Regions from separate parts of the Mus musculus genome. Here regions 1 and 2 are each linked to region 3. A link is a contact called in public promoter capture Hi-C data. All regions are on one chromosome and are shown on one strand. The core of a region is the stretch at or near the end of the contact, and the rest is flanking DNA. Distances in the headings are between cores, read along the strand shown. Region 1 has its middle 62 kb from the start of Gm31244. Region 2 overlaps Gm31244 (a long non-coding RNA gene). Region 3 has its middle 16 kb from the start of Gm30827.

Region 1 (3,568 bases), core at 752-3,251, 860 kb after region 3:
TGGGTGTGTGAGCTTATTTGTGCACTGAGTGCCTGTATTCACAGTCCGATTCTACCTTGCTCCTTTGGTGCAAACTCTCTCAGTGAACATCAAGTTCTAATTCTCTGCTATGCTGACAACCAGGAAGCCCAGCCAGACTTCTTCTTTCTCCTCCTACTTCAGGGCTGAGGTTTCTGCTATACCAGAACCATGCTCAGCTTTTACAGGGGTCCTAATTCCAATCCTTGCGCTTCCATAGCAAGTGATCTTTACCTCAAAGCCGTAACTCCTCTCCCCTGCCCTCTTCTTTTGAGGTGGGGTGTCATGAATCACAGCCAAACTTTGAAACCTACTATGTAGGTACGGATTGAGTTCTCCATATCCCGAAGGCTGGGCTGATGGGACTTCAGTTTTGTCTGACTTTCTGTTGACTTTCTAGATCATCTTGCCTCTATAGTCAGTAGGTTTTGACAACCATACCTTTCCTTATTCTTTTGTCTATTAATGACTTTGAGTAATTCAGAGAGAAATTCTCTCTGTATCATGGAATTCACAGGAAACAACAGACTCTCACATTCCAGCCAGTTATGGTAAGCTTGTTTACATCATCATAAATTTCCAAATTCTAATTAGTTTCACATTTTTAAAACAAGAGTCACAATCATATATAGAATGAAATATGATTTAATATACTACCAGCCATCATAAAGAAGAGGGAAAAGTAATAAAAAATCTTAAAAAATCTGATAATTTCAGAGACTGTATGATTTAATTTAGTAATTTATATGAAGGGGAAAGCCAGGGCAGGAAAGCTAGGAGATAAAGGGTTGGAGAGAAGAGATAAAGGGGAGAGGAGACAGAAGACTGGGCAATAAGAGAGAGAGAGAGAGAGAGAGAGAGAGAGAGAGAGAGAGAGAAAGTGTGTGTGTGTGTGTGTGTGTGTGTGTGTGTGTGTGTTCCATTTCCCAGATCAACACCTCTCAACAGGATGCCTGGAACAGCACAGTTATTGGAAAAAGGCCAAGGCAAGAAGGACCTTGAGAAAAACCAGCCCCTAAAATTCTGACTTGCAGGATTATGAAACTCCAAAAATACACAAGGCTGTGAGGACCACCACCTACATTTGCAATGCTTTACAAGTTAAAAATGTCACAGCACATAAAAATAGGTGGCTTTTGTTCCTCCACCCTTCTGGACTGGTGGTCTGAGGTTTAGCTTGTAGAGCCAGAGGACCACTGGAGTTTGAATTGCCTGAATATGTGGAAGGAAGGAAAGAAGGAAGCAACAAGCTAGATATCAACCAATACTGTTTATTTTTTGTCCCTTTTTTTTTTTTTTTTTTTTTTTTAAGTAGGAAAATAGGAGAGCTCGTTGCTTTCAGGAAGGGCTGTAATCATGCTCTCAGTTCCCAAGTGTTCCGATGGTTATAATTCCTCAAGGGGCTTGATACTCTGCTTTTCATATTGATCAACCAACACACAAAAACAAAATAAAACAAAACAAACAAACAAACAACAAACAACTTTTTTTAGGCCATCTAGAAAAAGCAAAAGACAGAACAACCCCGCACAGCATCTGCAGTCTACACTGATTGCTGAGGTTGTCCGGAAAGCCTGGGGGCGGCTTGAAAGTGTTGGCACTCCTTTAGCCCAGTAGCTCCTGCCGAAAAGCTCCAGCTTTGATCAAATTCACACAAACAAAACGGGCTCTCTTCCAACCTGCTCTCATTCTCTGCGCAGCCCGGTTCGTTTTCTCTAGATCTGCTTCACAGTCAGTCCCGGGGCATTAGCAAACTCCAAAGGTGTCCCAGGCATATGGCAAACCCCAGGCTCTCCGTGCAGGGGCTGGCTTTCAGTGATTCTATTTCGCATGGAAACCCAGCTGGTGATTCCCCGAGCCCAGCAGCTCTCAACTTTTCTCCAAATGACCCAGGAGTGGATTTTCCTGTTTGAGGATTACCCTCTCCGACAAAGGCTCAGCTTCTGTTGTCCTGACCCTCTGGTCACCTCAGCATCCTGGGGCTGTCTTTGGAAAGAGCCCATGCCCTTGCCCTGGCGCTGCAGCCTGGCTGAGGCCAGGTGGTTCTGCAGGAGCAGGTGAAAACGACCCATTAGTGGAAACAGAAACACATTTTTAAACTAGGCTCATATGTTCCAGTCACCACTGAAGGTTTTTATTTCCTCTTTGAATTGTTTTCTTTTTAACTTGTGGTTTTCCTCTTAACCCCGACGTTGGTTCATGTAATCAAAAAATTATCCATAACGGAGAGTTGAAGGGGTCTTCTAAAAAAAATTACATTCTATCTGGGGGAAATGCTAAGAGACCCTTTGAAGTCTTGAAAACATCTGGGGTAGCCTAAATGTTTCCACACAGTGTAATTGAATAACGACTTATCCTTCTCTGTCCACTTCCTTCTTTTTTTTCTCACTTTGTCTAGGGAAGGGCACTTCTCCCTGCCAGGAACATTATCTGCCCCTTCTTTTGTTAAATTCTTTCAGGAAACTACCAAAAAGGATGCCTGGAACCTGACTAAGTTCTTGCTCACAAGCATCACACGGTGCCACCTATTTTAAAAACACAGATATTACAGCCATTGTCATTAATTATTAAGTGTGTAGAAATTACGAAAACCTTTATGCCACCTCTTTGGTCAGGGTTAAGCTGCCTGGTATTGTGCCCAGCTTTCCTCCTGTGTGTTTTGGGGCAGCAGAATTGGTGGCCCACAGCTGTGGCATTTGATAAATATTTACTGATATGAAGCTGATAAGAGGGCTGGAGAGCTGGATTAGTGGATAAGGTGAGGGCAGGTAAACATCTAGGAGCCAAACTTGATCACCAAAAGTCATATAAGAAACAGGCATTCACAGAGAATTAAAGTGCTAGGATGGGTGGACAGGAGGGCCCTCAAGTGCTCAGAGGAGAAGGGGGAAGGATTTTGGGAGGGAGTGATGGGGGGGGGGGGGAGTAAGCAGATCTAAAGAGAATAAAGCAGTGTTCAGGATGGCCCGACTGCAGTTAGGTGATCTGAATGGGAGCAATGACATTTACATCGTCACCTCTCTTCTAGGTATTGGAAGTGAGACACATGGCTGTAGTCCAACCTAGAACTGAGCAAAGGCTTCATCTCTTTGCTGAACTATTTCATCAGTTTGTTGAAAATTTGAGATTCATTTTCAGGCTTTCCAGGAAAAATGGTAAAAAGAGGTGTGTGTATAGCTTTTCAGAAAGTTTTAAACTTTAGATCTCTGTTTAAAAACTGCACATGTGAATGAAATTTGCATATAATTTCATGGGTTTTATAAAGTGCCTTAAGCCAATTTCTGGATCTTTGGCTTAATAACCCCTGTGGTAAGGCATTATGAGGCCCCTGACATAGCATTCCTTCACAGGACAGAACTGGCTTGGGACTCCCAGGTCAGATGAAAGCCAGCTTTGCTTGGCTATAGAGAGAAAACCACACTTTCTCATCTGCGGCACTGTTGATATTTTAAGGCATATAATTCTTTGTAGTCGCCTCTGCCTTGTGCATTGTGGGAAGCTTCCCGCAAGCATCTGTCCTCTCTCTTCACCAAGACCATCGGTTACTGCC
Region 2 (3,542 bases), core at 632-3,131, 950 kb after region 3:
TCAGATGTTGATTCCTAAGAATATAGGTATTACCCTGAAAAATACAATTTCTGTCTTGTTCATTTAAATCATACTAGATTTATTTATCAGGATGCATGATTCTCATATCTGTCTATATGAATCATCTCTGTGCCATTAATCTATTATGTGTGTGGGGGTATGTTGGTATGTATGTCTATTGGTTATATATTTATCATCTGTCTATCCATTCATCTCTTTTGGTCATTTATAACCTGTCAATCATCAACCAATTTATTATCTATCTATCTATCTATCTATCTATCTATCTATCTATCTATCTATCTAACTATCATCCATCTATCCATCTCTCTATCATCTATTTGACTGTGCTGGTTAGTCTTGATTGTCATCTTTCTAGGATTTAGAATCACCTAGACAGTACTTCTCTGGGTGTTTCTGGAATGAAGTTTTCAGAAAATATTAGGTAGGACTGTTGTTTCACCCTGAATGTGGGCAGAATCATGTTGTGGACTTGAGTTCTAAAAGGAATACCAAGAGAAGAGAAAGCTATATGCTTCCTGCCTGCAGACACAGTGACTAGCTACATAGTGTCATAACCAGAGCCTCATGCACACCCAACCTGCCCTGCTATGATGGAGCAGACTTTCAAATGAATATAAGTGAAAGCTCATGTCAGGTGTCTTCTGTTGGCATTTTTGTCACCAGATGTGACTGTGAAGGAAGGACTGTGCCCTCTTTCTAGACATATAATACTATGTATGTATTGTGATACTTATATAGATATACAATACTTATATAATACACCGCATACTTACATGCAACTGCATATTCACCTAGCTGAGTCTCTTGTCTTATAAGACAGACATTAAATCATCCTCTAAGACATTCAGAAATGGTATCAAAAGCTCAGGGTTTTTCTTTTTTCTTTTCTTTTCTTTTTTTTTTTTTTTTTTTTTTTTTTTTTTTTTTTTTTTTTTTTCAGAGTCAAGCCTTTTTTCTCTGTGACACTTGTGTCTCCTTTTTGGGTTAAGTTAAAAATCCCCTGTGGATTGTCCTTTTTTTCCCATAGCAATTTATATAAATTCACCATTTATTATTTGGGAAACTCATGAAGAACAGTGAATAAAATTGTCAAGCTTCTTTTATTCTACCACAGTCTGCTAGCTTGAAAAGGGCTTCCTTGATCATAAAATGATCCAGCAAAGGTGAGGCATAGGTGGATCCCTATTTTACAGCACAGAGTGAGTTTCCAAAATGATGAGCTCTTTGTGGATAACCCCACGCAACCTATACTTTCCTCTTTATTTTGCAAATTATTGAATTCTTTCCCAAATTGTCACCCAAATGAGGAATTTTGAAACCTCCCCAAACTTTGATGAAAGTTTTGGGAATTTGAAAAACCTAGTGTCCCTATAGATCTCTTGTTTTGTATGAACACATATGTGCTTTAATAAGCACTCAGGTGGTACTCCCAGATTCTAAAAATGTCACTGGATGCCTGTTTCAGAGTTTATGAGTCGGAATTTGAGATAACCGAAAATAGATTTAGGTTGAGTAAGACAGATTATCTTTAAAAGTCAACATTAGGTTACAAAATAATTGGCTAATGGAAATTGTGAAACCAGTCAGAAACTCAAAATAAGCAAAATTCTAATGGATTTACCACAAGTAACGTAACGTGTTTTGCATCATTTTTTCTTTGAATAAGTGAAGTTTTTAAAAGTGCTTTTAGGCTCATAAATTTAATTAGAGATTTCATGTGTTCTCCACAAGTCCTGTTTCCTTTCATCCCACATACAGCCCATCTGCATGCGAGACACATTTTGCAAAATGAAACACTCAATTATAGAACTATTTGCTGGGTGCCAATTTAGTCAATGTTTTACACTGGTGAAGCCATCTTTACTTAACACCTCATAAAAAGAAAATCCAGCCTCTTAGAAAAAAACCAGGTTTATTGTACACAAGGGTCTATGCTCATGAAGGTCTCTTACTATATGAAGCAAGTTCCAAACTCTACAGATCTGTAGGGTGCTGTACTTCTTCTTAAGAATGCATGTTATGTACACCTTGAAAATATACATGTGAATAACAATACAATATGTTCCATATTTGTAGTAAATGCTTAGTAAAAACTTCAGCACAATGTAACTATGAGAAAGACTTTGTCATACAATAAATCTGCTATTGGGTATTCTCTCTCTCTCTCTCTCTCTCTCTCTGTCTGTCTCTCTGTCTCTCTCTCTGTCTCACTGTCTGTCTGTCTAAATAATATCTCTAAAACAGACACACACAAGGATGCAGCAACATAGACAACCTCCATGATAAAAGCCTTCCATAATCATAATTTTCAAGCCTCTCTTTGGCACCCTAATAGGATATTCCACACGCATCATCATTCTCTCTCAGCATGATGTAAACACTTTCCTTTTGATGGACTCCAGCCATTTTTGAGCATTCCCTAGGGGCCCACACTGGGATGATCTTCCACATTGTCCTCTAAACATCCAGCCATGTAGCTGGGTGTGCTCCAGTTTGGAAGCTTAACAAAGATATCACTTACAAGCTGCAGTTGCTGCACTGTCATTGTACCTTCCCAAACACCTGCCTATTGATGCCTGGCTCTAGATTGTGGGAGAAGAAAATCGATTATTTCTTTGTGGATCCTGAAGCCATTTCATCTGCACATTATTGATGGAGCACAGAAGAATCAAGTCATGATGACCTCCGAATAAACAATATAGGGGCAGGGCTGGGAGTAAAAGGCAATCAAAGCCTGTGAAATGATTTGTATGCTAGTAGATGTCTGTTCGCAAGACTTGTATTTTGAAAAATCTCAGAGAGTTGTCTAGGTAATGCCATCTTTCTGGTTGTTTCTCTTACAGCTCAGACAAGATTCTGATTGTCACAGCTGAATTCATTTAGTACATGCCTAGACTCACGCTGGCTCTCGGCTCAGAGAACAGATGCACATCCATTATTAATCGTTGACTATTGCAGTCATCATCTCATCATTGGGGTAGAAGGTAAACGCCCATCAGGAAAACAAGCAAACATTGTGATTACTGCAGAACACAGGCAGATAGTTAACGTGTCTCTATCGCGAGAGACTGTAGCCCCTGATCTTTTCAGCAGTGTTTACGGAGGGAGCTCCGTCATGTAAATATGTTTACTACAACCAAGTGAGGTAAACCAGAAGAATCAGAAAGTTGAGCCTTTGATGGAGGTGTCAAAATAGTTATTTGCCATTCTTGAGCCCAGAAGATTATGTGCATATATAGGGGGAAGGGAGGGGAGAAAAAAATACTGACATGTAACTTCAGTCTAAAAATCTCAGGATTAATTTTTATAGTTGCATTATATTATAGAAAATGAAGGGACTCAAATCCAATCACCGAGCAAGTCTGGTGACATGCATACATATCAGAGAAAACACACTTTAGGAAAGTTCAACTCATCTTCATCACAGGGAAAAGGTCTGTATTTTCACTTTCCTCCCGCTGGATTTTCACAGGTTCTGTGATGTGGGCTATGAGACTTGAGTCCTTTAATTTTCTTTT
Region 3 (3,590 bases), core at 698-3,197:
AGAAAATAAATGTTGCTTTTAAGGGAAGACAGAAAAATCATTTTTAACAACTCTTTCTCTACCTAAATGGAAGCTGGGAACTGGTTACATCATGGTACTCTACGGAAAATAAACACTAAGTACTAAGTTTATCAACATTGTGTCATGGTTCAGCCATCTTATGGCAAACTAGTAACTCTGGGTTACTATCCTCTAAGGGGGAAAAAAAAGCATTAGTCAAGACCAAAGTCCCGCCCCACCAGCCAACTGCCATTTTGACAGTAGTTGGGGTTAGATTGTTCTGCCGTCCAATGCTGGAGTACAGTCAGACGTATAGACCGGCACAGCAGTGTCACGGAGAGTGGCAACAGTGGGCAGTGTGGCTGCTTTATGGTCCAAAGGCTGAAAAGTCCTTGAAAGCAGAACAGAGCTGAACTCGCCAAATCATTTCCAAAGAGATGCATCAAGCAACCAAACAGAGTTTGGATTTTAAACTTGCATTAATTCTTAACCTAAAACTATCTAGAAATACCATTGTATCAAGAGGATCAGAATATAAATTGTTTGCTTTGTGTATATGGATGGCAAAGAATGGGGTTAAACGGTATGCTTTGATGGCTAAGCCATGCCTTTTTCATTATTTATTAGACTGCCCTGGCCCATCTTTTTGTCACTACTGAGCTAAAATTTCATTGTGCATATCAGAAAAGGACACAGGCTCTATATGCTTTTGTTCTGACAAAATAATATTGGTTGGATTTGATGATCTGTCTCAGGTTAAGCAACCATCTTAGCAGCTTCCACCATCCTTCACAGCCAAGGATTAACGTTCTCTTTTATCGCCATTTCTTTTTTTCTATCGGATAATTTAAAAATATATATCAAGGTTATTTAATATATTCTAGAATAGAATTAAAAATTGGTCATTGACTTAGGGGTGCTTCTCCGGCATGCTTCTCAACCCTGCACATCTGATTTTATGAAGTGCTAGATCCACCCCTTTAAAATGGCTTCGAGGGGGTCCAGGTTTTATCTTAGCCCATCCCCAGCTTTATGTGGGCTTCTTTTAAAGAAACTAATTGCAGTGCTGAAATTCAGAAATTGATGTGAGGTACCGTGTCTGCCTTTTAATGTTTGTAAGATGTTCCTCACAGATTGGGGCAAGGAAGGCATCAACGGCAGAACCAACTGGGACCCGTTTTCGTCCCCCGTTTTCATGCCCTGCCCTGATTAATGCCTTGCTCTGCAGAGGGAGACATTACATCCGGGCTAAGAGAGACCTAAATTTTACCCTCAGGCAGAAATCTGGTTTAAACATCTCTATTTAAAGTGACATTTGTCCTCCTCCTTTCAACTGGTTTCCCTAGAAATTCCAGGAAGTTGACTTCATGACCTAAAAACAGCCCGGTGGCTTTGGAGCAGCCCTTGTGACTATTACTGCAACTGGGTGAAGCTCCGTGGCAGAATGAATCAAGGTGGCCATAAAACAGGTGCCCAGCTATCTGTACTACTTTATTGTGCTCAGAATTTAAGATCGAGGGTTCCATATAACTCTAGTGTTGGTGATAAACGAGAGAGAGAGAGAGAGAGAGAGAGAGAGAGAGAGAGAGAGAGAGAGAGAGAGAGGGAGAGAGAGAGAGAGAGAGAGAGAGAAATCCTAAAGTGTTCCTGGGGCTGCTAACTGGCTCCTTTGTGATGGAGGGAGTTTCTTCAGATTCCTAAAATCATGCATAGCATTTCACAACACTGATCCAAAATATTAACTGATCAAAGAGTCTAAGAAAGCAACCTCTACAAGGAACGATAACACCCAAATGTACAGCTTCTCGCATGCTATCTGACAATTTCCGTGAAAATAAAAACAGGAAGAGAAAAGGGAAGAGATACATTAAAAAAAAAATTAACCCAGTAAGCAAACATGTGCATATTACAACAGAAGCCAACGCCCTCACACTGCTGGTGTGGCTTTTGATATTATTAAGCAATTTCAACACTGCTGGCAAGTTTCTACTAACCAAGGTAATCTAATTTCTGTTGCTTTTCAACCTAAATTGATTTTTTTTTTCCTTTTAGTTGTTCTGGTAATTGAACAAATTTATACAAGTGTGATGGGATTTTACTTACCACCACAATGCATAAAACCCTCTATGAAGACAAACACTATGACTTCATAGTGCTGTATTTTTGTTGTAATTAAACAAATTGTATCGGAATTTGCTTTGTGCTCCTCAGACATTTCCAAAGCATGTCCCATAACTGCACTCTATGGGAAGGTATTATGAGTTCAGTTCCTTAAACTGATTTTCCCCAGGGAGTATTTGCTTGTCAAATAAAAAAGGAAGGGGGGGGGAACACAAATAATAAGCTTTCAAAACTTATTGAATTAAAATTTGTTTTAGAAATATGCAGATTACTGCATTTAATGTATCAACCAATGACCTAATATATATGTGTGTGTGTGTGTGTGTGTGTGTGTGTGTGTGTGTGTGTGTGTGTGTGTTTAAAAGTATTTTTAGCTGATTGGACCTTTCTATTCTTATGGTCCGTGACCTGCCTAAAAATAACGACTTACATCAAAATTACATTAAGGAATTTCTCTAGTATATAACACATGCTTAAGAAAACCTACACATCAGATCCGGGTGACTAACTGAAGTCTAATAGGGCCCACTCACTCCTTGTTGGTGACCACTCAGGTCAGTATACTATGTGTTATGATTCACAGTACCTAATTACAGTAATTAGCCATCTATCTTTATATTAAACAAACCATTTCCTTAAGCTGTTCTTAAAGAATTTTTAAAAAAAAAAGCCAGTTCTTCACCCAATCTTTGAGAGCATCTCAGGCAACCGAAGATTTTACAGAATAGTCTCAGTCTACTTTTCTGATAAGATCACTCTAATTAGCGTAATCTGATGATTAAATGCCTTTTCAACCTTTAATCAGGAATTATTTGCAGAGATGAGTATTTGGGTATGCCTGAAGAACTAGTGTTATGTAACAGAAAGCCTAACCAACCTATGATTTTCATCTAGCTTCCAAGTAGAAATGTTTTAATCTTTGCTTAAAATAGTTCCAAAACAGTTGAGCCTGAGTGAACTGACTCGGAACTGACCAAGATACCTACAAGAATCTAAGTCCTTTTTCCGCTCAGCTACAAACATTGCTATTCTTAGTACGTCATCAAAACCTTCAATTTAGATAAGCATGCTTGTAAAACAGTCTTCGTCCACAACACACCTCATTTCTAGCACATATTACCTACAAAACTGTGGCGTTGTTTTACAAGAATCTACCCGATCAAATGCAGGCAGGTGTCAAATGACCCTTCAAGACTCAGAAGCAGATACAAAGAATCAAGATCACAAAGTGTAAGCTTCCTGCAGGGAAATTACTAAAAGTTGCACTTTGCAGGATGCTCGGTTCTTCTCTGTCCAAAACTGTTTGGCTCTTAACCGAAATCCACCTAGCCTGGGTTATAATTATCAGCACTTAGGTAAGTGATAAAGGTTTCGTTAAAATCAAACCAGAGTCTTGCTTCACAGGTGGGGTGCAGGTGAATGAAGATCACAGACAACAATAAATTTGTAGTGCTGCCTCTTGTCCATAA

Evidence for each region. Promoter capture Hi-C pulls out the DNA fragments that hold promoters and counts their contacts.
Region 1: a contact with region 3 is called in a promoter capture Hi-C map of liver, with 2.3 times the contacts expected there. The contact joins two enhancer-like sites. A contact is called at or near these places in 5 of 39 promoter capture datasets (cranial neural crest, frontonasal cranial neural crest, liver and 2 more) and 1 of 115 datasets of contacts at active chromatin or transcription factors (embryonic limb bud).
Region 2: a promoter capture Hi-C map of liver shows a contact between it and region 3, with 2.9 times the contacts expected there. The contact joins two enhancer-like sites. A contact is called at or near these places in 3 of 39 promoter capture datasets (liver and maxillary cranial neural crest).

What each region holds. Positions count from the first base shown.
Region 1 is chr3:149,843,545-149,847,112 of GRCm38.p6, forward strand. No RefSeq gene overlaps it. Among named protein-coding and RNA genes, the nearest start is that of Gm31244, 62 kb to the right of the region's middle. Within about 2 kb of position 2,002, at least 36 of the 459 cell types and tissues checked have an H3K27ac peak or open chromatin away from gene starts, as enhancers often do. A contact at or near this core is called in liver, where this site is marked.
Region 2 is chr3:149,933,465-149,937,006 of GRCm38.p6, forward strand. It overlaps Gm31244 (a long non-coding RNA gene), which reads left to right. Exons shown (of 6, transcript XR_376250.2): 4 at 2,868-3,008. Among named protein-coding and RNA genes, the nearest start is that of Gm31244, 28 kb to the left of the region's middle. Within about 2 kb of position 1,882, at least 4 of the 459 cell types and tissues checked have an H3K27ac peak or open chromatin away from gene starts, as enhancers often do. A contact at or near this core is called in liver, where this site is marked.
Region 3 is chr3:148,980,639-148,984,228 of GRCm38.p6, forward strand. It overlaps a transcript of Adgrl2 not described here. Among named protein-coding and RNA genes, the nearest start is that of Gm30827, 16 kb to the right of the region's middle. Within about 2 kb of position 1,948, at least 15 of the 459 cell types and tissues checked have an H3K27ac peak or open chromatin away from gene starts, as enhancers often do. A contact at or near this core is called in liver, where this site is marked.